Regions from separate parts of the Drosophila melanogaster genome. Here region 1 is linked to region 2. Evidence: chromatin contacts called from public Hi-C data. All regions are on one chromosome and are shown on one strand. The core of a region is the stretch at or near the end of the contact, and the rest is flanking DNA. Distances in the headings are between cores, read along the strand shown. Region 1 overlaps nAChRalpha6 (nicotinic Acetylcholine Receptor alpha6). Region 2 overlaps Dpp10 (Dipeptidyl peptidase 10).

Region 1 (4,427 bases), core at 692-3,191, 3.3 Mb after region 2:
ATTTAAGCCACTGCTTTTTTATTTTAATTTTCTGTTTTTAATAGTTATGAACACATTGTTGTTGTTGTTGTTATTTGTTTTGGCTTTTCCTCGTGCTTTTTAATTTGCATTCATTTATTTTTGTTTAACATTTTCTGAGTGTTTTTTTGTTTAATATTTGCATATTGCCTTTATGTGGTGAGTTATAATGAAAAAAACTTTTATTTAAATTGGATTTTTATCTGTATGGCAGGCCAAAAAGAGATAGAAAAGAGAAAAAGAAAGAGAGAGAGAGAGAGATCGAAAGAGAGTGATGTGAATATTTAAGTACGTAAATGTTTATTGATATTAACTATGAGGTTCATATGGTATTATCGTTTAATTTGCTACAAGTCAATCAATCTGCCGCTTTTCCGCTTTGCCGTCTAAATTGTGAATGCCCACTATTTTGATTGATTTCCTCCCAAATTCCCAAGCATAAAAGACAACTTAATCAGAATACGCAATGTAATCAGCTTAATAAGGTCTTGCCTATCCATTTCGAATACAATTGTATCTGTTCATGGCCTGTTGCACGACTCTCTGAAATTTGGCTCTAAATACACAGTATTAAACATTGTTGCCTTTTTCCAAGTCGCTCCAGACCGTCACAATCCATTAAAATTAAATTCAATACCAAGTGACCCCGGTCACGCCGCCCAGAACAATCATGGCGCGGCACTTTCTGATATGACCCACCATTGCGATTCATACGACATCATCCCATTCCATTGCAAACGCCCATCACGTGCCACAATTTACGGTCAAAGTTTCGAGGGTCGCAACACTCGCAAAACTGTTGCGACTGCCAACTAAACATTAGTTTAATGTGAGTATCCTCCTGGCAATCCCTCCAGCTCCGCAGGACCTCCTTAGTAGCATCGCAGGACCTCTTATATACCCCTTCGATAACTATAAGTACTGCTGTTTGGATGGCCGAGCGCACAAAGTGTGACAAAAGTCACTTAAAGCCGCCGCAGCAGCCATTTCGAATATCCGTTATGAGAACACAGGGCAAACTAAAAAAAAAAAATATAATAAAGGAGGAAAAAAATGAAAAGAAAGCAACTAAAATAAAGGGAAATGGAGATGGGAAAACTCGGTAAGGAATATAGATCCAATGTACAGAAGAGTTCCAACTGAAGCTACTCGAATGTGGAGAGTCCCTCGAGTGATTTCCTAGGCAAAAGTTTGTTTTCTTTTTTTTACTTTTTCCATAAATCAAACAGTTATCGATGGCCAGGAAATTAGATTACTTAAGATTCCAAAAAAAAAACATGTCTCACCAGAGTCGGGAATTTTTAAAGGTTTGAAATCAATCCAGTTTAGTTTAAAGTTCAAGGCAGTTTTATTTTAATACATTACCAAAAATATTAAAATGAAAGCTATAAAAACCAAAATATCCTCTGTCCTATTGAATATTTCCTAATTCTCCTAACTTTCGAAAAAATCGACCCCTAATCCCTTTTAACCGCTTTCACTTTCTCCACTTCTCGGCTTGCCTCATAAAATACACCTTAGAGCTCCGAATCCTTCTCGCCGAGTTCCATCAACTTAATCTACCCAAATAATACCCTGGGGACGGGGGCCTGGTATAAATGATAAAAAGAGTTGAGCCACTGACCAAGAGACACCGAAAAAAAAGGCAACAACGACAGCCGAAAAAAGATTCCCAGTCACTCAGCTAGTTGAGCCTTTGTTGTTGGTTGTCCTGTCGATGTTGTTGTTGTTGTTGTTGGTGTTGCTGCTTTTTGCCTGTTGTTGGTAGACAACGTTGTTATTTATGACAATTTCATTGTCTTGTCCACTTGCTGCCCTTTTTATTTCCGTCTTTGCCTTTTGCTTATTTACTACCACCCATACCAATGCACAGTCAAACAGCCGTGCACACCAATACACAGGAAGCACACACAGACGCGGGGAGTGGGTGAGCGGGAGTTAGAGAGAGCGAGCTGGCTTTTGTGTAGCATACTTTTGTGCGCGCGGCGTTATCAAACGTTTTCCGCGCTGTTACTCTAGGAATCGGTGTATTTTTCTTCCTTTTTTTTTTTGGTGTGCTAGGACATCTTTTTAAACAGCTCTATCCGTGTGTCCTGTCTGGTGTGGGTGAGTGTGAGTGTGTGCGGCTGTTATCAGTGGCACAGGACTCAGGACTCTGGACTCATCGGTCCATTGATGGAACATTTGAGTGAGTTTTCACCAAAACTCATTTTGAGCAAAAGAGAGAAATAGGGACTCGACCAACTCAACTTCTGTTTACACTTGGAAGAGCACGGCAAACGGAGTCCTGCCAATTGTTGCAAGCCCTTTGTTGTTGTCTTGCGGGTGAAAGCTTGCTGAAAACCCCAGCATACACACGCACACCAATATTTATGTATAACCAATTCGTTTTGCTTCCATTTTATTTCATTTTTTTTTTTTTTGGCAGTATTTGTTCAAAAATTTATGAAGCTTCTGCTCGGGCAAAAGTGGGTTAGGAATTTATTTAATTAACCCCAAGTTCCTGCCAAGGAAAAGCGCCAGCAAAAGGCAGCTTTCCCCCTTTTTTCTCCGCATGACAGCAAAATTGTCCTTTAAGTGTTTTATGAGTGCGGCATGATTTCAAATGATTTCTATTTCTGTGTGGTGTCTCTGCTCGTTTTTTCTTCATTTTTTTTTTTTTTTTGTTACGTGCTCCAATTCCCACGCACACATACACACAAGTAGGGAGAAAAAAAATATGGACATGTTTAAATTGTTATTTCATTTGAAAAGGCCGCTGATTGAAATAAAAAAACGGCAGTGAAATCTGTTGATTTAGCTAGCAGAATAAAACGCATGATACACTCACTGCTTTTGGATTCGTTGATGTTTTCAGGTTGTGGTAAAATGTGATCGAAAGGATGATTATTTTTCACTGTGTACATAGTCATACATACGCAAACGTAACAATGGCTGGCAAAAAAAAATAGATGGAAAAGGGGAAAGGCAGGATAAGTAAACTTGCAACTTGTTTCCGCTTTCACCACACACACACAAACACACACACATATTGTTTGTTGCTGTTGTTGTTTTTGCCGACTGCCTGCTGATTAGAAATGCTTTTGATGTACGTATGATGAAAATCTGCGGCTTTTCCACTGCGGCAAGTGCAGCAACCTGATTCAGACGTAATGAGCAATTAAAAAACTTTTCCCCTTTGTTTGCCAATTGAAACTTGGACAACGGGTGAAATTTCCGAGATCTAAAGTTAGGAATAAAATAATTGCTTTTAAGTTAAGTTAAATTTTTGACATATTCAAACAACACGTGTGTCGATAAAACTTTCGAGCGAAGTTCTTAACTGTTTAAAGTTAAGTATTATTATCTTACTGACAATTTTATTTTTATATGAAAAGTTCTATTGTATAAAACTAAAGCTTAAGTATGGTGCAGCTTTTAAAATTTTAAAGATATATAATTGCTTTTATGACTTCTGTAAAATATAGGTATATATTCTTTAAGCTAGCCATCATTTACCCTGCACAATACATATCTAAAAATTTAATTTGTCTGTCGCTTTATTTTACGATTTGAAGTTATTAAAAGTTTATTATGTTAGCTTTTTTGGAATTAATTCCGTATGCTTTATTAACTTTTCTTACACTCACGTCAGAGAAGTTTAACTACAATACAACTGCAAGCTCAATGAAATTTAATAAGTAACTTGATACTTTTCAGCAGCTGCATTCGTAAAAATGTAATTACCCGGCCGAAAGTTGTTCATATTGTTGTGCAGCATTTTCGGGGGTCAACTAACAATTTAAAGCTTACACCTGTAGGTATTTTTCCTGGCCATCGTAAACTATTTGCTGACCCCCAAAGCAATTCCGCCTCTTGCTAATTACTTAAGTCTCATATTTCAGGCGAATAAAAGAGGAAACAAAAAGTGCGTACTATATGCATAATAACTTTTCCTTTAAGGATAAGTTTACGGCAGCAAGGATACCTCGCACTGTGCATCGTGATGAGGTTTATACTTTGTGCATTCCCTTGGGGCTTCGTGTAGTGTTTTTCTTCTTTCTTTTTTTTTTTGTGCAATTTCTGTAAGTCCTCTTGCGTGGCCTTCACCCCCAACTGTCTGTCTATCCGTAAGCCTACCCCACTTTTCCGGAAACCCTGCCCCGGCCCCACATTGCATGTGTTAAACCAAAAAGTTGTAAATCTTCCAACTTACGTTTAGTGCAACAAAGTCGCGCTTTCGTATGATGAACATAAAAGAGTGAGCAACGCAAAAAGAATATATATATATGTATATAAACTTTACTCACACATGCACAAGGGCCGGAGAAATGGGAGTGAGCGGGGCGGCGGAGAAAGTGGAGAAAGTGAGAGATGGCGAGAGGCTGGGATTGAGATGGGTAGCGGTTAAGTTAGTGCTGAGGAAAAGC
Region 2 (4,693 bases), core at 1,842-4,341:
GCCTTGGAGGACCTGTATGCCTCCTGTGAGGCCGTCACCTGGGCCCACATTCCGCTCAAACGATATTGGCCTTCGCATTGGGCGGGCGACATTAGTAAGCAATCTTTATGGCCCGCTGCCTTCCTGCCAAACATGAAATCCATAAACAGTTGTTCGTCGTTCGCGGGCGATTGTGGAAATGAAAAGGATGCAGCAACACCAGGGTGCATCCTTGCACGCCACTTGCACTGTGTTGGTGAGGTCCTTAAGGGCGGCTGTATGTGAGTGTGCCCGTCTGTGTCTGGCTTTCCGGCATGCCAGCCCTATTGTCTACCTCCGATTCCTGCCCACCTGTCCGCCCTCCATCGCGTTTGTCGCTGTTGTCAACAGCAGTTTAGCTCAAGGCCATAACGGCATAGCATTTGCTATATCTGTCACGTGGTTCCCCATTTCCCCAGTTTCTTGGTGTGTGCGGGTTTTCCCCCATGTCAACACATACTTGAGCTTCCATTACACGGCCATGATTGCTTATTTTTCTGTACTCCGCTTTTCCGATCTGCTCCGGCAGGTGGCGCACCTGTCGGCGGTCGTTAAGTTGCCTGAATTTGTCAAAATAAAATGTAATATGCCAGCGCGCTGACACAATTGAATGCGATGTGCAGTCGCTGACTTTGACTGGTTGTTCGAGCAAGAGTGATTATTTTGAACCATTTCGCCAATGGCAGTTTCAATTTTATGATTTTAAGCTTGACTTAACATGATTTATTGGTAAGTAAACACTCACCGAAACTGGGTAAGGTAGCCCAAAATAAATTATGAAGGAAATACGTCTCGGAACAGGATACTCATAAAGTGTAAAGCTGTCATAAATGTAATCTATTCGTACACATTTTCAATCACACAAACTTACTAAGCAACCTCATATTAAATCATAGATCGAAATTAATATGTATTGTAACATTTAATCTTCAACCTGCCAAGGGAAATCCCAATATTAATCACATATTTAGCAAATATTGACTCTACCTCAGAACCTTTCCTTCAGCAACAGCAACACCTGTCAGCCGAAATTAGCATAGTCAAAACAGTTAAAATGGATGCAGTGCACTGGCCAACTCGATTGCTCCCAAAATATATGGCCAAAAGTGTGGGCGGGCAAAAGGCACATCTATGCGTTGGTGGGTGGTAATCGAAGTGGAAATTCCGGCTAATTGATTTCCACTCGAATGGCTGATTGCCATTGCGACTGGCTGTTTATTCTGGGCAGCGATTGACACTCCCACTTGGGCGGAAAAGTCCTCCCCAGATGACTTGGTATGCCAAGCACACACACACAGACACGCGTTGCATGGCTAATTCAATTTCGCAATTGTAGTCAGCTCCGTCAGCGTTTTGCATTTGAATAACATGCGGAATTTATTTCAATTAGCATCGCAGCCACAGAGTTGATGCCACGGCGCCGCAAAGAATCCAGCCAAGCGGCACGAGAAGCTGACCATCAAAGTCCGGAAAAGTCGGAAAAGCGAAAGTGGATGTTGGATGGTGGAAAAGCTGGTAGGAAACTCAAGTCTCTGCGTGGAGTAGTCGGCGAACTTTCCTGCCTCCCCAGAGTCCTTCTCAAAGTTGAAATCAGAGTGAGTAGCGACTGAAGTGGCGATGTAAGTGCTAAGTCAGCTCGTCGGACAAGTGAAGCTAATAATAAATTCAATCGCGGAAGGTAATCTCGGGATAAACCAATCGAGGATTTCCCCAAGTGACTCTCCTAGTCGTTCAGCAAATATTAAGCAATGTAAATTTAAGGATTTTAGGTAATCAAAGTTAAAGTACTAAGTTAAAGTTAAAGTACTAAAAGTATGGCAGTCCATTGATTTAAAAAACTTCATCTTTATTTATTAAAACAATGTGTGCACTTTTTATGCAACAGTCAACTAATTAACCTCCTCAAACGCGCATATTTGCATACCTAATTATAGCCAATTTCATGATTTGGTAAATATTGTCATTTAATAAAAAAAAGCGAGTATAATGAAAGCTTTGTGTTTTACGTTTGACAACGCTTTTTCATTACGTAAATTACCAAAAATTCAGTTGCACTGCCTTCAAGGCATTTTCCTTGTGCTGGAATTCAAATTAAATTGCCATATTTACATAAATGTGCCGTAATGACGCTAGAGAGTTAATTAGATTGCATAACAATAACCCTTACATTCTGCTTACGTCAGAGCTAGCCAACTTTCTAATGCCACGCCAGACTTATGTATTCTCCTGGCGCTTTTCAATTTTCCCCGCCATTAAACAATTTGAAATTTTAATCCCAACCAGAAGTTTAAGGTTTCCTTGACTTTCGACTGAGCTCCGCGATAACCGGAAACTCAGGATATCGGCACACGCACACACGCAGACCGGAAAATATTTGTTTTTAAAATTAATTATGCCTAATTATATTTGGGCTCAAAACATATTCCTCTGCTGGCTGCGTACGCAAAATGTGTAACAAAAGAAATTACCTCATCATCGTAATTATCCTGCTCCGGCATGACGCGATATTTGTGGGCTTACGGCGATGGATTTAGCGGATGTCCGATGGGCGCGGTGGGGTGGGTGTTGTTTGGTTGACAAATTAAAGAAGCCGCCGGCTGTTGTCTCTGTGGTCCGCTGGCTTTATGCTTTTCAGACTGCTAATCGAATCTATCAGCTGCACCAGGCGATTTATTCGCAAGCTCTGGCTATTTGTCTAGTTGTGAAAATCAGCTCGCTGCGTCCGCCTTGGGCGTCTGGTGGGATTCGAGATAACTGAAGTTACTACCCATGGTCATGCTTTCGCGAATTATTCGGCAACTTTCGTCCTTGACTTTTGCCAGCTGTCCTTCCGCCTTGCGTCGACCACGCCCCGTTGCCCTGTGCTTCTTGTTTTGTTGTTGCTAATTATGGTTTGGTAGGGGCGTTGTTTTTTCGACGTTTGACTTAGGAACTCGCAGTGCGCTTTTGCTCGCCGCGTCTGCACCGCCTAATGAGCGTGCATTCTTAGTTTTCCCAGCTGCAGCCAGCACAGTTCATCCTTTGTTGGTGTAGTTGTAGTTGTAGTAGGCGTTGGTGTAGTTGTGCCCGTTGTTGAGACACTAATGATGCAGCATACTTTTAGGCCAAGCGCTAAATTGGAATAGAGTGGGTTTTGGAGTGGGGAAGAAAAAACACACACGATATTTTAAAATTCACTTCTTGCTTAAACATTTTCTTGTTGCTCTGGTGTTTTGTTGGTGTTGTTGTTGTTCTTGGTTGCTGTTCATATGCACCGTGTGTTGTTGTTGTTAGTGCCAATTTGTTGTTTGTTGTGCTTTTAGCCTTGGTCGTGTGTGCGTGTGTGTGTATATGCGGGGGTGTTAGGGTTGTGCTTATATAACATGACACATGCTGCATACTTTCGTTCTTGTCTGTGTTGGGCTTTGCTGGCATTTGAATGTGGGTTAAGTAGTCTAGTGCTTAAATATTTGCATAAACAAAGGCCGCTGCCCAAAAGCAGGCGATGTTAGTTCTAATTACATGTACTGCGACTATGTATGTTTCCAGTCTTGTACTTTTCGATTGGTGGGTAGAAACATGCAGGTAAACCCAAAAAACTAATCTGTTTATTATGCAAAATGTCGCAGACGGTGGAAAAGGGGGCGTGGTTGCTACACTTTAAACACGACTGCTCTGTTATATGCAAATTAAATCCATGGGGCAGGGTGCAGTGGCAGAGAGCAGTGTTAATAGCATTACATTTTCAATTTAAGTTATGGCAAGTTTTTTCTCGCTCCTTTGCTTTTTTTTTCTTGGTACCGCTTATAAGTAGCTTATTATGCAAAATGCATGCACAGTTAACAATGACTACAGGGTATGTGCAGATGTGGAGAGACATTCATAGTTGGGTGGAAATTGGGCTAAAGTCCGTAACATTTGTTTGTGGTGTTAAAGAGAATTTCAAGTGATCGCCATCATATGAATAAATAAGTTTATAGGCTACAAAAATAATTAAGTTTAAATTTAAATAAGAGGTGAAAACCGATTTTCTGCTGCTTCAATGACTCAACAGCTTTCCGAGCCACAAGAGGATCAAGCGAGTGTTATCCCCATAATCCAAAGGCTATCAAAGCCATTTTCTATATGTATACTATAATTACCCTGAATGTCAGCTTTGTAGCTCGACGGCATGAGGAAGACAAATGACACCACATCCAAATAAAAGCAGCATACATATTCCTGTCGAAAAAGCGTTAAAACTTGTTCTTGGCCCCAAGAGAAGCTTTGGCTTAAATAGCCAATGACACACAAATAATCTACAATAGCCCCATGGCAGCAAGAGGGGAGAGGTTTTGGAAGGGAAGAGTGTTTATCATTCGCCTGAGTCATCTTTGGGGAGCATTCACTGTGCACTCCGCTTCCTCGAAGCGCATTACAATGCATAAACTTTGGTCATTGTGGGGCTTCTGCCCGCCTTTCACCTCCACCGGCATGCTCAACTATAAATTTAAGCAAAATGTATGAAAGAAAACACAATCCTCGACCTAAACGTCACTTTTGGGAACAATGGCAATTTTTGATATATGTGCATGTGTAGCTGCTAACATAAATTTCATTAATTTTTACGTAGCCAAATTGTTTGGGACTTTTGTTATGTTCTTTTGCCATACTGTTTTGTATTATTTCTTACGCAGCCAAGCGCGAATGGTATTGT

Evidence for each region. A called contact is a pair of places that touch in the nucleus more often than the background predicts.
Region 1: a Hi-C map of the Kc167 cell line shows a contact between it and region 2, with 2.2 times the contacts expected there. A contact is called at or near these places in 5 of 107 Hi-C or Micro-C datasets (the Kc167 cell line, embryo, pupal leg imaginal disc and 1 more).

The regions. Positions count from the first base shown.
Region 1 is chr2L:9,877,805-9,882,231 of dm6, forward strand. The region is part of intron 1 of nAChRalpha6 (nicotinic Acetylcholine Receptor alpha6); the gene reads right to left. Among named protein-coding and RNA genes, the nearest start is that of nAChRalpha6, 6.2 kb to the right of the region's middle.
Region 2 is chr2L:6,584,015-6,588,707 of dm6, forward strand. Dpp10 (Dipeptidyl peptidase 10) reads right to left here. Exons shown (of 16, transcript NM_135207.3): 2 at 2,487-3,129. The coding sequence starts at 2,516. Among named protein-coding and RNA genes, the nearest start is that of Dpp10, 15 kb to the right of the region's middle.